Linked DNA regions of Mus musculus: regions 1 and 2 are each linked to region 3. A link is a contact called in public promoter capture Hi-C data. All regions are on one chromosome and are shown on one strand. Each heading gives the region's core, a stretch centred on a gene start, on an enhancer-like site or on the middle of the called end of the contact. The rest is flanking DNA. Distances are from core to core; before and after follow the strand shown.

Region 1 (4,324 bases), core at 431-2,930, 2.8 Mb after region 3:
AACATGACTGTGGTGTGTTTGGTAGAATCATTATATCTAAGGTAAACATTTGAATGAAAATTGCTGTTTTTTCACTGGACCTAGGGGAAACACCAGAATGAATAGATGGTTTTTAGAAGTACCTTGACCTTGAAGAAATCATTGTAGAAATGGTGATTTTTTTTTCTATAGAGTCTTTTTTTTTTTTTTTTCCTGAAGGAGCTTTCCATCCTTTGCCCGACTTTGGTCACAAGACTGCCCTGGCAGACCTGGAATGTCTTACATTATTGAGTACTACAAACAGTACACAGTGAAGGCTAAAGTTGCAGTGGTGTGGTGTTCTCCTTCATGAAACATCTAGCTTAGACCACAGGCCTTTGTATGAGGGGCTTGCTTTATCCCCCTCCCCAAACAGCATTTGAACAGCTGTCCGAGGTTCAGCTCATTGAGGCCGTTCCTCTTTGCTGCCTGCAATGCCATATTTCGCCCGGAAGTGACCCCATTTCTTTGATTGTCCCATGTAACTTAGAACACTGACACATGACAACAGCTGGAAAGACTTGGTGGTAGGAGCCAGACGATGGATGATAACACTGCACCCCCCCCCACACACACACAAAATTAATATCTATGGGCTTGTCTTTTCAAACATTTTCTACTTTATAATCTATAGCTCTGAGTATTTTATCATTTTCATTAGCTTTCCTTATACTATTCTGGGTGTACATTCTTCTTCTTTTTTAATTAGGTATTTATTTCATTTACATTTCCAATGCCATCCCAAAAGTCCCCCACACGCTCCCTCAACTTCTCCTCCTCCTGGGTATGCACTTGCTCGTATTTGCTAATGAGAGGGTAACCTTTTCAGATTCAGAGTTATGAAGAGAGTGGAGTTACAGGTAAAAGGGAAGGTGTGTGTATTGATTTCTTTTTGGTCACGGCCTTTGTATCAGTTTTTTTCCTTAGGTTTGTACAAACAAACTCTAGAACCTTCATCGCCAGACGGGCAATATCGGGCCACTGGGCATTCTGTCGGAGATGCAACACGTTAGGCAGGGGCTCTGAGGCTCTAAGTCCCGTAGAGGTTTGGTTGTCCTTTTCTCAGCTTCACATCTTACATGCACATCTTCTGTTCATAGCAAGGTAATAAAAACAAACCCCACAATTTTAGGTGTGCTTACATTTTACGCACATGTAAGTCGGAAAGCCATACAACTACTTCCAGCCAGCACTTTGGGTGTTTGCCACTGTGGACTGGAAACTGGCAGGTTTCCGGAGGAGGTCGCTGTTTGGTGACACACTGGAAACACACCAGTTGTCGTGGCGCCAATTCCCCCTAACCCCTCATCACAGCTATCTTCCCCTCCCGCAGCCAAGTTTTTCTGGTTCAGTTAACGAGGGCCCTTAAGTGGCCACGAAAAGCGGGTATAACGGACCTGGGACCTCGGTAGGGCACCCAGGGCAGGAAAGAAAGCTCACGGAGCATGCGCAGGGCTGGAGGCGCGCGCATGCGCTCGGGCGGATGCCGGGGCTCCCCGGCTTCTCGCGGCGGCTGGGCGGCTGCGCGGGCCTGACGTGCCTGCCTGGCGAGCGGCGGCGGCGGCGGGACTCCGCGAGGGGAAGGAGCGCCGCCGAGGTGGCTGAGGTGGGGGGCCGGACCCGGAAGTGGGTGGGCGCGGGCGCGAGCGCGCGGGGATCGGAGCTGGGCGGCCCCGAGCCGGCGCGGGAGCCCGGGCTTCCCGGTAATGGGCCTGTGGGACGCTTGCCCCGGGCAGCCTGGGAGGGAAGGGTCACGGGCGAGCGCGGGTCCCCGCCAACCCCGGCCTGGGAAGACTCGGCTTCCTGCAGTCGTCGCCCGTGCTGACCCCACTCTGCTCCCCTCCTGGGGCCGCCGTGCCTAGTGGATTTCGGAAGGTCTGTCGCTCAGGAGCCATGCCGCGCTCGCCCGGGGAAAGCATGCTAATGGAGACTTGCGTTTCGTGGCCGCGCTGGCCTTATTGTCAAGGTCCCAGCACCCAAATCGGGACTGCGGTCCCGGCCGGCCAGTCTGCCTTGTTTGCGGTCTCGGCGGGATGGTGCTCTCTGGGTTGTGTTCTCTCCACCTTATTCGTGAATCAGGCCTGGAAGGTGTGCTGTGCCTTCACTTCACACTATTCTTTTGTTGGATTGTCTTTCCCAGCCCAGCTCTCCTGGTTCCCTGCCCTAAAAAAAAAGAAAATCTTAGCTGGGAGTGAATGCACTGTCGACTTTGTAATCTAGTTACAATGTAGGAAAGACTAGTTGACAACACCTTTGGGTTATTTAAGATGGCTATGCGGTGGAGCTCTTACCTGATTCTCACTCTTTTTGCAGACCATGAAACGGTGGGGCACGCCCCTTCAGAAGCTGTTGTTCAAGACAATCTAGTTTTGTTTCATCAATCGCCTAAGTCACGTATGAAGTTTCTTGTTCAAAAATTGCCGCATTGCAATGAAGAAAAGGAGAAAGGTTACTTCAAATCTTGACGAGAAGATCCATCTAGGCTATCATAAAGACTCTTCGGAAGAAAATGCTGCTGTGGAGTGTGGCCAAGTGACCTATACTCAGGCTCCAGAAAGACCAACCCCCGAAGCTGCCCAGCGTTGCCAAGAACTGCCTCCCTCTCCAGATCAGAGAAAGCTTTTGAGTTCTTTGCAGTATAATAAGAATTTGCTGAAGTATTTGAACGATGATAGGCAGAAGCAACCGTCTTTCTGCGATTTACTTATCATAGTGGAAGGGAAAGAGTTTAGTGCGCATAAAGTGGTCGTTGCTGTCGGCAGTAGTTATTTTCATGCGTGTCTGAGCAAAAATCCAAGCACTGATGTTGTCACCCTGGATCACGTAACGCATTCGGTTTTTCAGCATTTGCTTGAGTTCCTCTACACATCGGAGTTTTTTGTGTACAAATACGAAATACCTCTTGTGTTAGAGGCTGCAAAATTTTTGGACATCATCGATGCGGTAAAGCTGCTGAATAATGAGAATGTTGCTGCCTTTCAGGCCGAACTGACTGAAAAGTCGTCACCAGAAGAAACACTAAATGAGCTAACTGGAAGACTGTCGAGTAGTCATCAGTGCAAATTTTGTAGTAGGCATTTCTGCTATAAAAAGTCCTTAGAGAATCATTTAGCCAAAACTCACAGGTCTCTGCTCCTTGGGAAAAAACATGGGTTAAAAATGCTGGAGAGAAGTTTTTCTACCCGGAGGTCAAAGAGGAATCGGAAGTGCCCTGTCAAGTTTGAGGATACCAGCGACGATGAACAGGAGAGTGGGGATGGGTCAGACAATTTGCATCAAGAAAGTTCTGAGAAGGAGAGGTCAGATAGAAATGATTCTGAGGACCCTGGCAGTGAATATAATGCCGAAGACGAAGAGCTGGAGGAGGAAGTGTCCGATGAAGACTCTGACACGGAGCAGAGTGACAAAGATAATGATGCAGAAGAGGAACCTGAGGCTGGCGACTCTGCCGGGAGCATCCATGAAGGGTTAGCTCCCGTCATCATTCAGAACAGCAATAAGAAAATCCTGCAGTGTCCCAAATGTGATAAGACATTTGACCGGATAGGTAAGGCTAACCCCTTTCCTAGCCCTAGTCACTTACCCCTTGTGCCTCTCCTACAACAGTGGTAATCACTACAAACTAAACTTTGGAAGGAATGTTTAAGAAGAGTTCTGAAGGGAACATGCTCTGATTTTCGGCACATAGTTTACCTTGTTATTTTAAATTTGTTGTGAATCAGAAATAATTTGGTATTTACCCTTTTGTGTTTTCTTCATTTTCTCTTAACAGGGTACAGGTTCTGTGTTTGGGAGAAAGACTCCAGACTGTCAGCAGTTATTCTATATAGCTTTGACTTAATATACCTGTTTAATCTTAGCAGTGCTAGTAGTTTTGAGTTACATGTACATTGATTATGATACTGCTAAGTACATTCTGCACATAAAATGATTAAAACAACTTTACATAATCTGACTTTGTAAAAGAAATCATGCAGTTTGATATATGACTATCTTGTGCTGGGTTATGTATGCTATTTGCATAGGTTAAATTTTGTTTTATAAGATTTGTAATCATTTCCTATCAAAGTAGGTATAGACTGGCTGTACAGTGAACATTTTTTTTTGCTTTTATGATACCTTTTGGATGTATTTCTAAGGATACTTTTCAGAATCCAATTTAATGGTTATTAATAATTTTACTCTTTCATACACAGAGAAATGAAACAACTTTTGAATAACTTAGTCAATGGGAAGACTATATGTGCACAAGAAACTTGTCAGTCCTGGTAGTAAATGGTCACTAGCGCTCTCAGTATGAGGATAT
Region 2 (4,023 bases), core at 428-2,927, 2.2 Mb after region 3:
CTCTACATGTGGATGGCGTACCTCTAAGTTTGCTGACTGCCTACACACAATTTCTTCTCACTAAATGAGCCTTGGATAAAGATGGCAACGAAGATGAGGCAAGTTTGCTGACGCTTTGACTGGAGAGCAAGATGTCTATGGAAAGCAAGATAGCCAGTGCAGGAATGGGAGCACGATAAGGCGCTATCTCCCTTGAGGCATGGAAAAATACTGTCATTTGGGAGCTATATATACCAAGCATGTTTTTGGGTTTGCTTCTGGTCTCCTGGACAGTCACATGACCTGTGAAACCCCACTGATGAAAAGGTTGTGGGTTCCCCGGTGCAAATACTTGCCTTCCTTTTGCTATGTTGATCGAACCAATCTATACAGGCCACTGTTGTTTGCCTTGAAAAATGATAAGACTTCTGGGTTTTACAAACCATATTTGTATGGTGACTTGTGGAAACAAACTGCATGTGTTTGTTATACTTAAAATAAGAGCACAAGCAAGAACGGTCAAAGGCTGTCAATAATTTTTCGATAAATCTTTATTCACTTGCAACACATGAAGGGGTTAGACAGTGGATTTTTGGGACATACTACTCCCAAGGCTGAGTGTCAACTTTAGGAAACGTTCAAGGTTTGCCTCTGCCTGTGTCTCAAGCCAAACCAAATAAGTGGTCTTATCAAGTACTAGCCAAACACAGAGCTTAATACACAGATTTATTACAAGTCACTCTTACATCATTATAAAACTTAAAATATAAATAATGCTATCTTCAAACTATTGTATTCTAAAGTGTCAGGAAACTGAAGGGAGATAAGGTTAGATATTGGTGGTGACAAGCAATTGTCAAATCCATAAACCAGAAGAAAAGGTGATTTAAGAATGCCTAAGGAAAAATGCAAACTTGCCTGATTATAATTTCTTTCGCTCACTTGGACTGGAGGCAAAGGATGAGAGGACACGGGGCAAAAATGTAAAGCGTCTGTCTTATGTTTGCATTACTAAAGTCACTGGATGGCAGGCTGCTCGAGTTATCACGCACAGGCAACATGTCTGTACTACATACGTTCCCTGTAAGAGCTCAGTCCTACCCTCAGTTCCTCAGCACCCATTTCCCCCACACAACACACTCACACGCTGGAGGGCGCGCACACACACAAACCGAGACAAGCCTTTAGCTGGGACGCAGATCAAAAACCGAGCCTCGCGAGCCTCCCATCTCAGGGCAGACACCTCTCTGTCCGGAACGCAAAAGTGCGACCGGGTTTCTCGCAGGACCCTCTGAGCGGACGCCCCAGGCCGACCCGCCCCAGGCCGGAGGTCCAACACCTCCCGGCCGGGCCGCCTCGGGGTCGGGTGGCCGGGCGCGCGCAGGCGCAGAGGCCGCGCGCGGGGCAGGCTGGAGCGGGCCTCACCGCGCAGGCGGCCCGGTGCAGCTCGACGATGTGCCTCTCCGCTGCAGTTAACTCTCGGCTCGCTGGATGCCTTGGTTCTCCTTCGGGCGTTCCCCACGAGTCGGCCGCGGAGCCGCCGCGGGCTCCTTCGGAAGTCGAACCGAGGGTTGAGTTGAGCTGCTGTCGGAAACCTTCGGCCCGAGGCGGTGGCCTCCCAAGCGATACCCTCGCCAGCGTCCAGATCCCCTGGGCGGCCATGGCGCCGGCGCGGTGGGAGGCGGGGCCGGAGGTGGGGCGTGGGCAGGGGAGGCGGGGTCGGTCTAGGGGCGGGGCGAAGAGGGGAGGCGGAGCACTGTTCAGTGTAGACTGGGCTGCCTCTCAGTCTTCAGCTCCCTCCATCTGGGTCCTCTGCAAAGAAAATTATGCATATGAAGACTGGAAGAAGGTGCCTTCTTTACTCTTAAAGTCGCTACTATTTTTTTCTCAGATAAAGGACGAGCATTTTCATTTCCTATCAAGCTAGATCGTATTCTGCATAATCATACTTGTTTAAAAAAATAATAAGAAGGAAAGCACCTTCAGCCCATATAGAAAAGGCTGCGTATTTGCTGGTCATGTGTGACAGGAATGAAGCTGGAATCACAAGCTTGGTGATATGGTTCATTGGCTCACTCTAGAATGAAAATCAAGGAAAAGTCTCACACAAAGAGTGTAGTGAAGTTTTCACAAAACCAAACCTAAAATCCTGTCTGAGAAAGTGACACCCATACTCCTACAAAATTTAGGGAAATTAGCACGATCCCAAGAAACAATTTTATGTGTTCATTAAATTAACAGCACCCCCAGCCTTGGATGCCATAGCCTGAATTTCAAGAGTAGGCAGTGTTATTGAGTAGTTAGTGCTCTTTGGTGTAAAGAGCTATTGGCAGGAGTGAATCCTTAGCAAGAGTGGGTTAGTTGGACAGGAGAAAGTTGTCAAAGCCACCAAAGACAATTCAATTCCTTTTTACACTGATTTACCCTGCAACTCCGAAACCACAATTTGATGGTTTTGGGTTGTTGTTTTTTTTTTTTTTTTAAAGATTTATTTATTATTTTATGTAAGTACACTGTAGCTGTCTTCAGACACACCAGAAGAGGGAGTCAGATCTTGTTACGGATGGTTGTGAGCCACCATGTGGTTGCTGGGATTTGAACTCTGGACCTTCGGAAGAGCAGTCGGGTGCTCTTACCCACTGAGCCATCTCACCAGCCCTGTTTTTTTTTTTTTTAAGATTTATGTATTTATTTATTTTATGTATGTGAGTACACTGTTGTTCTCTTCAGACACACCACAAGAGGGCACTGGGTTCCATTTTAGATGGTTGTGAGCCACCACGTGGTTGCTGGGAATTGAACTCAGCACCTCTAGAAGTGCTCTTAACCACTAAGCCATCTGTCCAGCCCCCGATTTGATGTCCTTAATCACAGATGGAAACAACTCTATTGGTATATTGTAAAACTCAGTGAATTAATAAATTTGAATCCTGTGTTTAAATGTTCCTTTACATTGGAGTAGTATATTTGCCATTTGAAGACTACCTGATGTTCTGAGGGACTTTAAGGAAATCTGGAAAGATGGGACCAAAGTTAAATTCACCCAACATGATTATCATTAAACTTGAGAATTTAAGCATAGGTCATGTTCCTGTTCGCCCCCAACCAACACCACAAAATTAGATTTATGGGCTTCAGAGGTGGAGACATGAGGATTATGTTTGTGGCCAGCCTGAGCTACCTACTGAGTTCCAGCTATAGCCCAGTCTAAGAAAAAGAATCATCCTGGTTAGTCTATGCCTCTGGGCACACAGGCTGATCTTTGTATTAGTCACATGATACCACTGCTTGCATTCTTACAGATGCACCTTTAAAATGTAATCAAAGTTGAAATGAGATGAGAGAATAACTCACTACTAACAACACAAAGCATTCTAAATATCTATTTTCAGGTTTAATCTGATCATCAGCATCCAGTTTTCTTTCCCGTGTCTCTTGCTTTGAAAGGCCCCCATTGGCCTTGAATTTTAGCTCATCTTTGTGTGCATTCTTTCTTTTTCGGAGACTCCTCCATTCACATTAGCCAAAGCTGTATGAAAGTGAGAGCACCAAGTCCAAGCTCAGAAGGTAGATGTAGAGCTTGAATGAGAACAATCACTGTAGACTCATTGTTTAAACACTTGATCCACAGTTGGTGGAACTATTTGGGAAGGATTAGGAGATGTTGGAGGAAGTGTGCCCCTAAAGGTGGGCTTTCAGGTTCAGGAAGCACACACCATTCCCATTTAGCTCTCTCTTTGTCTCTGCCCCTATGCTTATGAATTAGATGTAAATTAGATGCTCCAGCATCATGCCTGCCTGCCTGCCTCCTGCCTTACTCTGCACCATAATGTTTATAGATGATAACACTCTAAAATTGTGAGCTGCCACAGACCCTCTGGATCCCTTTGTCTGCATGGAATGGGTCTCTGGGGCAAGTGGGCAAAGCATCGGAGGGAATGACAGACAGATGTACACAGGAGAGGTTGTGTAGAATCTGAATGTAATGTGTCAAATTGAGCATCAAACTTTTTATACAGAAGAAAATAGGGAAGTTGGGTGACA
Region 3 (4,645 bases), core at 2,056-4,555:
TCTGTTTAGGTTTTCTTTGTTTTGTTTGGAGACCATTTCACCATGTAGTGCCAACAAGCCTTGGGCTCACTATGTAGCCCAGCTTAGCTTTGAACTTCTAGCACTGCTTGCTCCTGTGTCTAGAGACTTTGCAATTAAAAGTGTCTGCTACCACATCTGGCCAAAAAGGTTTAAAGGTGCGATTTATGGCTGGAGAGATGGATGGCTCAGCTGTTTAGAGCACTGGCTGCTCTTCCAGTCCTGAGTTCAATTCCCAGCAACCACATGGAGGCTCACAGCCATCTGTAATGGGATCGGATGCCCTCTTCTCTACATGTACATGCACATGCAGATTGAGCACTTATTTACAGAAAACAGATAAATGAATCTTAAAAGAAGTGAAGTATATTTTGTATTTTACAATTTTTTTTCTTATTTTCACTGGTCCTGTGAACTAAATCTATGGCTTCACATGTGCAACAAAAGGTCTCTAGCACCATGCTTTTTTTTTTTTTTTTTTTTTGCCAGTCCCGAGACTCAAACCCAGAGCCTTGTGAATGCTAAGTACAATACACAAAATCTCCAGCCCGAGAGATGGCTCAACAGTTAAGAGTACTGTCTACTCTTCAAAGGACCTGGGTCAAATCCCAGCACTCACTGGTTTGAAAATGTCTGTAACTCCACTTCCAAGGGCTATGGATACCCTCTTCTGACCTCCTTGGCACCAGAAATGCACATGGTACACATGTATACAGGAAGGCAAAAACAATCATGCACATAAAATAAAGTTTAAAAAAGAATCTAGCCTGGTGTTGGTAGTCTACACCTTTAATCCCAGCACTTAGGAGGGAAGATGGATCTCTGTGAATTCTAGGACAACCTGGTCTAAGGGAAAGAGAGATCTTGTCTCAAACATAATCTTTTTAAAAATTAAGTGTTTTTAAAAATATTCATACTTCTGGGTGTGGGGGCTTAGCCTGTGATTTCAGTACTTGGAAGGCAGAGATAGGAAGATTATGAATTGGGAATATAGTGAGACTCTGTTTCAAATAGACAATTCGCATTTATTATCTTTTTGAGGATTTATTTACTTTATGTATATGAATTTTTGCCCGCATCCATGTATGTGCCATGTTCATGCCTGCAGGATCCCCCTAGGTGGGTGTTGGGAATTAAACCCTGATCTTATGCAAGAAAAACAAATGCTCTTAACTGCTGAGCTATGTCCGCAGTCCCTATTACCTACGTTTATCTCTTTCGTTTGAGGGTTTAAAGGAGTTGGTTGGTTTCACTGGTACTGGGGTTCAAGCTTTATCCACAGTAGGCAACCACAGTATCACTGAACTATGTCAGTAACCTGTAGTGTTTAATCTTTCAATTATTTCCTAATTTTATAACTTCAAAGATGATAAGATATACTGAAGTTGCTGCTCCAAACGGAGTTTAGACGGAGTTTAGAAATATTAAGTGTTTCATCATCTAGCCACCTCCTAATTATTATTCCATGTAGTTAGGATACTATTTCTATTTTCTATCACCAAAGAATTGAATAGCACAACCAGTATAAGTGATGTGCTGGTGTGTTATCATATAAATGCTCAAGGTACGACTTCTAATGGTGAAAAACGGGAAAATAAATGGACGTTGATGAAGTGTGTCTTCTTTTGTCTGTTCCCGGGAAAGTTTATTTCGGGCATTTCCACTGGCGGAATGATTAGCGCTAACAGCTTTCCCCCTCCGTTTTATTTTACAGGGTCTCTTCATCTTCCTGATATATGGGGTATACAACCTAGAGGTAAGTCTGCTTGGAGTAGCTCAAGGCTGACAGCGTGAATGAGAGAAATGACAGGTTTCTTATCTTGATAACTGTAGAACAAAGTTGGCTTTCATATGAGTGTCCCACTGCCCTTCATGCTTGGGCTGGCTTATGTGCAGCCCAGCTTTACCATTAAACATGGACACCCTGAGTACAGGGACAGCCTCATTTCTCACTGGCACTGACTAATATTTTATTACTGTCTGAAGTTTTTGAATTTTCAGTGTTCAACGCTTAGCTATACCTGGTAGTTTCAGGAAATAATTTAACTGTAGTTCCATGGGGCTAGGAAGATACAATGCCTCATGAAACTATTCATAAAATACAGTTTTAAGGTTTCTGGGCAGGCTCAGAGAGGCCTGTGTTGGTAAACAATACACCGCTATGGCTTTAATTGCAAAATTTCTCAAGGAAGTTATTACAAGAAGTCATCTCGAGAAACACTATGAGAATATGGACGTGTGATTTCTTTAAGAAAACACACTATGTAAATAACTGTTCTCCAGGTCTTTTTATTAAAAAGTCTGTGGTGTATAAATACACCTAGGAAAGTTGCTGGTTTAGATTTTTGCATGCTCGCTGTGAATGCCTTTTATACATTATTAGGCACTAAATTAATATCTATTTGGTTTTGTCGATAGAACTTTTAATTTCAAGATTTTATCTAATTTCCCCCAACTGAATAAGGAACAACTTTTCAAGTTTCTAGGTATTCTATACTGGAGGGGTTGGGAGAGTGGGGTATGTATCCTAACAGAGATTTTAAACAAGAACGATGGCCAGTATTTGAGGCTAGTTAGTATTCAACGTAATAAGCAAATTCAGACAACTGAGAAAGTACGTGGCATTTAAATACCATCTGATGATGAAGTGTGTGTGGGCGTGTTTTACAGGACAGCTGCACCTGGGATTACACGTGGTTTCCCTTTGCGTAGCCTTCAGGTAGGCTGGCACTGAGACAATTTTCTGCAGCGGTCCCTCCTCTATGGCAGTCTCAAAGGCTCCTTCAATAAAGGCAAAGACAAGCGTTATTGCTGTCTCCATTCTGAAAAGGAGTAAAAGCTATCTGTAATCAATACCGTTACGAGTTTAAAGCTTTCAGGCAGAATCACAAGTACCTTAAGGAATCCTATTCTCTGTTTGATTTTGATTCAATACTTGGATTGCAAACACTAAAGTGAACCAAATGCCAATGTTCAGTTTTCAGTGTCTCCACCTTCCCTAACCCCTTCCTCTGCAGCTCCCACGCCACGCTGCAACACGCTCTCCTGGCGTCCCCGGACTTCCCGCCCCTTGGGCTCCACCTCCGGAGCGCCTTCTCCCTAGAAACCCTCAGCCACTGTCTGCCCCTCAGCAGGGCCACCAATCACGTCCCCTCGCTGCGGAAGACCCTCCGCTGTCCGCCTCCAAGTCCCCGCCCCTCCCACCTAGCCCCCAGCAGCTCCGCCCAACCGCCCGCTTGATTGACAGGCTAGCCAGGCGGAAACTGAGGCGCAGGCGCACGGGGCTCGCCGAGCGCCCCTCTGGTCCGGTCGAGGACTTCCCGGCAGACACCGCGCCGCGGCTGCGCAGAAGCGGGGAGGCTTTTAATTCCATTGTGGAGAGGACGGCGTTATTTTTATTAACTGGAGGCGACGGCGGCTGCGGCGGCGGCGGAACCCGTAAGTGTGGCCGGCGGGCCGGGGCGGGCGCGGGAGCGGCCAAGAAGGCCGCGGGGTCGAGCGCGCCGGGCCGGAGGCGGCGGGGCTGCGGACGGGAGCCGGGCGCGGTGCGGGCTGGGCGGCGGCGCGGCGGGTCCCAAACGCTGCGGTGGTCCCGGCCCGGGGCCCGGCCCTACCGCCGTTCCCCCTCTTCCCTCCTCTCCCTCCTCTCCGCAGCCAGGCCTCCTCCGGGGTATGAAAATCGGCAGCGGGTTCCTTAGCGGCGGCGGCGGTCCCAGCAGTAGCGGTGGTAGCGGCTCCGGCGGCAGCTCCGGCAGCGCCAGCGGCGGCAGCGGCGGCGGCAGGAGAGCAGAGATGGAGCCCACCTTCCCCCAGAGTATGGTTATGTTCAACCACCGGCTTCCCCCGGTCACCAGCTTCACCCGGCCGGCGGGGACGGCCGCCCCTCCCCCGCAGTGCGTGTTATCCTCCTCTACCTCCGCAGCCCCGGCCGCTGAGCCCCCCCCTCCGCCAGCCCCGGACATGACTTTCAAGAAGGAGCCGGCGGCGTCAGCCGCGGCCTTCCCTTCGCAGAGGACCTCCTGGGGATTCTTGCAGTCCTTGGTGAGCATCAAGCAGGAGAAACCTGCGGATCCCGAGGAGCAGCCGTCCCACCACCACCATCACCACCACCACTATGGGGGGCTGTTCGCTGGGGCTGAAGAGCGATCACCAGGCCTAGGAGGAGGGGAAGGGGGGAGCCACGGCGTCATCCAAGACCTCAGTCTTCTGCACCAGCATGCCCAGCAGCAACCGGCCCAGCACCACCGCGATGTATTACTGAGCAGCGGTAGCAGGACTGATGAGCACGGCAACCAGGAGCCAAAGCAGGACGCTAACGTCAAAAAGGCAAAGAGGCCAAAGCCAGAATCTCAGGGAATCAAAGCCAAGAGGAAGCCAAGTGCATCTTCCAAACCTTTGGTTGGAGAGGGAGAAGGTGCCGTCCTGTCCCCAAGTCAGAAACCTCATATCTGTGATCACTGTAGTGCTGCTTTCAGGAGCTCCTACCACCTGCGGAGACATGTCCTCATCCACACGGGCGAAAGGCCTTTCCAGTGCAGCCAGTGTAGTATGGGTTTCATCCAGAAATACCTACTGCAGAGACACGAGAAAATTCACAGCAGAGAGAAACCCTTTGGGTGCGATCAGT

What was found. Promoter capture Hi-C pulls out the DNA fragments that hold promoters and counts their contacts.
Region 1: a contact with region 3 is called in a promoter capture Hi-C map of pre-B cells, with 3 times the contacts expected there. The contact joins the promoter of Zbtb41 here to the promoter of Zfp281 in region 3. A contact is called at or near these places in 3 of 39 promoter capture datasets (the 3T3-L1 cell line, liver and pre-B cells).
Region 2: a contact with region 3 is called in a promoter capture Hi-C map of pre-B cells, with 3 times the contacts expected there. The contact joins the promoter of 2310009B15Rik here to the promoter of Zfp281 in region 3. A contact is called at or near these places in 1 of 39 promoter capture datasets (pre-B cells), 1 of 115 datasets of contacts at active chromatin or transcription factors (embryonic limb bud) and 2 of 9 other capture datasets (adipose tissue and liver).

What each region holds. Positions count from the first base shown.
Region 1 is chr1:139,420,703-139,425,026 of GRCm38.p6, forward strand. It overlaps Zbtb41 (zinc finger and BTB domain containing 41), which reads left to right and starts at 1,681. Exons shown (of 11, transcript NM_172643.5): 1 at 1,681-1,721; 2 at 2,332-3,565. The coding sequence starts at 2,449.
Region 2 is chr1:138,855,177-138,859,199 of GRCm38.p6, forward strand. 2310009B15Rik (RIKEN cDNA 2310009B15 gene) reads right to left here and starts at 1,678. Exons shown (of 3, transcript NM_001081226.1): 1 at 1,405-1,678. The coding sequence starts at 1,641.
Region 3 is chr1:136,621,596-136,626,240 of GRCm38.p6, forward strand. It overlaps Zfp281 (zinc finger protein 281), which reads left to right and starts at 3,306. Exons shown (of 2, transcript NM_177643.4): 1 at 3,306-3,456; 2 at 3,677-4,645. The coding sequence starts at 3,691.